Regions from separate parts of the Mus musculus genome. Here region 1 is linked to region 2. The links are chromatin contacts, called in public Hi-C maps. All regions are on one chromosome and are shown on one strand. Each heading gives the region's core, a stretch centred on a gene start, on an enhancer-like site or on the middle of the called end of the contact. The rest is flanking DNA. Distances are from core to core; before and after follow the strand shown.

What was found. Hi-C and Micro-C count contacts between places; a contact is called where the count stands out from the background.
Region 1: a Hi-C map of the N1E-115 cell line shows a contact between it and region 2, with 13 times the contacts expected there. The contact joins two enhancer-like sites. A contact is called at or near these places in 1 of 39 promoter capture datasets (hippocampal neurons), 6 of 15 datasets of contacts at CTCF or cohesin (CD8 T cells, the G1E-ER4 cell line, hippocampal excitatory neurons and 3 more), 155 of 484 Hi-C or Micro-C datasets (the 63-12 cell line, B cells, the Ba/F3 cell line and 85 more) and 12 of 115 datasets of contacts at active chromatin or transcription factors (the 230-238 cell line, CD4 single positive thymocytes, CD8 T cells and 7 more).

What each region holds. Positions count from the first base shown.
Region 1 is chr2:43,855,349-43,858,048 of GRCm38.p6, forward strand. It overlaps Arhgap15 (Rho GTPase activating protein 15), which reads left to right. Exons shown (of 14, transcript NM_153820.3): 5 at 1,458-1,545. Among named protein-coding and RNA genes, the nearest start is that of Gm39804, 69 kb to the left of the region's middle. Within about 2 kb of position 1,448, at least 1 of the 459 cell types and tissues checked has an H3K27ac peak or open chromatin away from gene starts, as enhancers often do. A contact at or near this core is called in the N1E-115 cell line, where this site is marked.
Region 2 is chr2:43,721,726-43,724,425 of GRCm38.p6, forward strand. All of the region lies in intron 4 of Gm30374 (a long non-coding RNA gene), which reads right to left. Among named protein-coding and RNA genes, the nearest start is that of Gm30374, 6.4 kb to the right of the region's middle. Within about 2 kb of position 1,431, at least 26 of the 459 cell types and tissues checked have an H3K27ac peak or open chromatin away from gene starts, as enhancers often do. A contact at or near this core is called in the N1E-115 cell line, where this site is marked.

The sequences.
Region 1 (2,700 bases), core at 198-2,697, 130 kb after region 2:
TATATGGATACATGACAATGTGTCACATTGACATATGTTGTATGGCTTTCTATTCATCTGAATGTAGGCTTTTTTGAAACCTTTCCTCATCACTTTTTGTAAAATCAATACAACTATTTTTAAATACAAGTTAAAGTTGAGAAAATTATACCAATAGAATCTATTGAGTAGAAAATTGTGCATGTCAATCTTGTTGATAGTTTTCCACATATGAAAGAAAACCTTTCCCCACACTGATACACACACTAACTAAGAAGCAATAGTATGTTAAGTTAAGGACTAAGAAATACAAAGGGAAGGAAAAAGCTCTCACCACCTTGTTTAACTATAGCTACATAGAGACTCTTTCCCCAGCCAAAGTGCTCATTGGTTAAATAAATGTCCCTTTAGCTCCTAGACTCTCCAGGTCTCTGTGCTCTAGGCTCTGAAAATATCCCAATAATGTTGAAATGATCTCTTTGCCTGGGGGGGGGTTGCATTTTAATGAAGGCAATGAAAATGGAAACATTTGAAGCTTTTTTCTTTAATTCATCATCCAACATGTCATGGATGTACTTTGAGGGAAGTGATATTTGGACTTCTGATGGATGGAATTAATAATCAGGAGGGGATAAGCTAGGCTAAAATGGTCCTAAGTAAATTGCATAGCATGGAGTAAAGTATATGTTATGGGCAACATTAAAATATTCCCACATCAGTATTCTTAAACAGAGGGGTCATTCTTCCAATGGACAATTGCATTTTGAGTAACATTTTTTTTTGTACTTTAACATCATAATTACCAAGTAATGTGTCATTCACATTAATGGTCAGAGCCTTGGAAACCTGAAAACCACTTAAGATAAATTTAAATTTGTAGATATAAGCATAGCTAGGCAAAAGTAATATATAAATGTTTGAAATTTCATGAAAATATATTGTTAAATGGTACTCCAGAAGAGATAATATGAGAGAATGTTATCTAAAGTTGGTTCTTTTCTTTCTGGCACTTGGGAAAGAGGGAAAGCATCCCGCTCTTCCCCCTTGTAAGTCTCTGATTGCTGGTAAGTATCAAGCGCATTTTGATTTAAAGAATGATGGGTGATCTGGTCAGTCTCTCAGATCCTGAGATGTGCTACATCGATGAAAAGGAGAGATGGTGTGGCCTCCCACACTTCTACCTTACAGCTTCTGTCCTGGGAAAAGGCACACGTGTGGGTATACAAAACATGGACACTGATTACTTAAAGAGTATCAAGGCAAATTTACATGCTGAGAAAATTTTATTTATGTGTCACGGATTTTTAAATTCTACAGTGATTTTATTATTATCTGAATTTGTTTTTAACCACTTACCAGAGTTAAATAGATTTCTAGACAATTTCATTAAAAAATAGTCTGCGCTCACTACGAAGTCTCTGATGTGGCTGCTGGGTGTTCTTCCAAATCATGACGCACTCATCTCTTTCTCCCCTAAGGAAAAACTGGTCTACTTCCTGGATTGTTCTTTCTGGTCGAAAAATTGAATTTTACAAAGACTCCAAGCAGCAAGCTCTTCCTAACATGGTAGGTTGCTCTCTGATTTGCTACTGTCCTTTTCAGAAATAGCCTTGAAACAAATGTGTGGTTTCATCAGACTGAAGAAGACCAAAGCCCCCTGAGCTACCAACCTCTGAAAGCAGATGGAGGAAATGACTCAGTAACCTTTTAATCAGATGAAGGGAAAATAGAACATAGTGTCTATTTTATTAAGCACTGCCTTTAGAGAAGATCCCTGAATGAGATGGATAGTGAGCAACACTCTGGTAATGTGAAGGTAACACTCTAAATTAAGGTGCCATTTATAAGTGCTTTATTCTTATTTATGAAATAATCACTAAATGCTGCTATTTTCCCAAATAATGCATTATAAAGCATGTTATAAAATGCATTAGTAATAAATGTTTAACGGATGACACTATGGGAGGCTGCTTTAAAGAATATTGTAAGACGTAAATCGTATTAAACCATGTATGTGCATCTTTAATACATGGATTTAAGTTGTTATCTTGTGTTCTATAAAGTGCCTCACACATTAATAAATAATAATAAACTGCTCATAAGTGGCACCTTAATATAGGGTGTTACCAATGAGAAAACACTCCCAGCTAATGAAGTGATTTTTTTATCTTATTCTAACTACGGCATCCACTATATCCAGCTAACCTTTCTGAATACTTCTTATGACTACGCCTAATCAGCTTAATGCAATTTCTGTATCTTGTGGTTATTGCAAAGTGAGATTTGCAGAATTACTTTATTATAACTGTAGGAAGGCGTCACAGGCCATAGAGCTATAGCAGGAGCAATTTGGAGTTACTTGCTGGTGAAACCTGGACAGCAAAATCCAGCTGCCCACATATGACATCTACACATCTACCATGAGGTGCAAGAAAGGGAGGGTAGACTGTCTATCAGCCATGATCAGGGAAGACTCCAGGCCCTAAGGAGCTAACCTGCCTTAGCCCATTAGTCTGATAGATTACCATCTATCAGAAAAGTGGTGGCCTGGCGGGAGGGAACCACAATAATAAACAAATAACAAGTTCTTTGCTCTACAGTCACTTGCCATGCTTGCTGTATAATCCTCTCTTAATATAAAATAGGACCTATAGCTAAGAGATGTGTTTTAAAGAAGCAAAATTTAGCAAAAACAACGAATTGCATTTGGCTTGTTCCTCG
Region 2 (2,700 bases), core at 181-2,680:
ACTATGAACCCCAGCACAATTCTATTTGTTCACATAGCAACTCCTCTCCGCAGGACCTGGGTCACCTCATTGAAACATCGGTTCCTTCCGCAGCTTGGAGTGCAGGTGACCCTGGCTCTGTTATTGCTGTTCGGTTTCCATTTTGCTTTCTGTGACACAGTTCAAGATCTCCAATACTTCACCAAACCTACCCTGGGGGAAAAAATATCTCTCTTGAAGGGAACACACCCCTGGCAGCGTGCCTGCTCTGGATGGCCCCGTGGCTAGATGGATGGAGGGGTGATTTAAATGAAATCTCAAGCAGACACACGGATTCTTGGGGAGTAAATGTCCAAATATCCAGTTCTTGAAAGTGCCCACAGAGGCAAAAAGCCACAAAGGCCATGTCCCAAACAAACCACTGTTATGTTTTGTTTTTTTGTTTTTGTTTTTGTTTTGTTTTGTGTTTTTTATCAAGTCCCATCTATTAAGTCGCAATCCTCTCCCAATAGCCCATAAGATTAGGGTTGGTGACTTAACCCTCTTGCTCCCAATCCTTCCGCACAACCACATCCCTGAACGTCACAGCACTAAGGAGCAAGTATTGACCATAACTGGGGACAACTTCAAAGCCATTGAGAGATGGCACTGATCTTACACAAGAGTTAATGGAATTACACACGGAAACATTGGCAGACAAACAACACACATGTCCATCCATGGTCACTAATTCGTCTTAAAGCTTGAAAGCTAGTAATAGTAGTAGTAGTAGTAGTAGCAGTAGTAGTAGTAATTTATCCTGGTAACATTTGCTTAACCTGTGATCACTCAACTTAAACTCCCCTTAATTTCGGGACAGTATGATGCAAGAAGAGTGACTTCAAAAGATCATGGTCTTGTGTGTGTCCCGTCCATGAGTCTGGAGAATGGTCAGCTGCTGGTACTACCTGCTCACCTACACTGTTGATTAGGCTTAGCTGCTGCGTAAGGGCAATATCTACCTGTGCTTTTCCCAGGCAAACATCACCATATTTGGCCAATCTAGCCGAGCTAGGATAGCCAATAATCTACGGGGCCACATGACTGAGGCTTTTGAGAACTGCTGCCTCAACGTAGGACATTCTAGTTAGTTAAAACCCCAGAGAGGTCCCATCATTAGTATTTACGCTGATTCTTGTAATGGCCACAAGGTGGCGCCAAATCACAAAGAAAACTGACTGGAGCATGGCTGTTCTGGTGGATTTGCATATTTCGCTGCTGGGACATTTCTTTAGTCTCCCGATAGGCATCATTCCTCGATTTCCCAGATGCATTAACGTTTGCATCCGATCTTTCTTATCTTTGAAGGATTTTGTTCTAGAAATCAAGAAATCAATGAAACAGAGGGAGGGTTCGGAGACTGCAGATAATCTATAAAGCCATACAGTTAAGTCTAAGAGATGAGAGCAGACAGAGCTTGGAGTTAGGGGGACAGAAGGCCTGCACTGTGGCGGCACCTCCCTGCAGCTCCCTGTTCTGAAGAACTCTGGTATGACTTCACGTGTTCGTCTTTCTCACCACTGGATATCAGCTCTGTAGTCTCAAGTGTAACTCTGGGGCTACGTCCCTGAAGTATTAGGTGGCACCGTGAAGGTACCTGCAACTTATGCACTAGAAGGGCTTGTCAACATAGATTGGCACACACTACTGTTAACAATGAAGATCTAGTGACTGGAACAGCCTTGAGCCACACCCCCTTCCAATGAAGCACTTGGCTTCACTTCCACAAGCTGTGTGTGTGTGACTTCGTGCACACATATCGATACACCTACATGTCTATATGAATAGATTTGCATACACTAGACAAGCAGAGTTAGGTTCTCATTAATTATGCACGTTTTGGTTGCCTGTGGTTGACAATAGATTTTTTTTGTAATATTTGTGGATTTTCTGATCTGTAGCATAAAACAATTACATTATTTAAGAGGAATGTAAGCTCATTAATGCATCAGGAAGGTTAAATCTTACCTAATCTTTTATTCTGGGCACTCCCAGACAATGACCTCATCATTATCCCATCTTCTTATATAACAAGATCTGTGTTTTCTTTTGAGCTTTTCGATGGGCCCATCTAGAAGTGTCACATGTTAGGGCTCCAAAGACAAAAGCAAAATTGTCACTGTGGGACATTTGAAAAAGTTTTTTGGCTTATGTGCCTGGTATTTGGTGAGGGGCTCATACATGAAAGCAGGAAGCATGGCAACCATTTTGAGACCACGAGGGACAAGATGACAGGTTCCTAGCTAACTAAATCTTTGCAATTCTGAGTCCCAAAGTTCACTCTGTCAATGTTTGCCATAGCCCAAGTTTATATTTCTCTTTACACACACACACACACACACACACACACACACACACACACACACACAACCTTGCACATATGTCAAATCCCCTGGTACTTTGGATTTTCTTTTGTACAAGACATAGAATCCTACCTTCATTAGATAATAGCTGGAGCAGCCTCGCATGCTTTCCTTGAACTTGTCTACAAGTCTGTCTACACTTGGCACCCACTAAATATCACTGAAGCAATCTGGGCTGCTATTCTTCAATGTTCTCTGTTCTTTTAAAATTGAGCTTTAAATCATTATTTCGTTTGGACAACTCAAAACCGGAACTGAGCTATATACTTCACATGGGCTCAAAGGGGCTGCGGACACACTGTAACAGCAGACTGAAAAG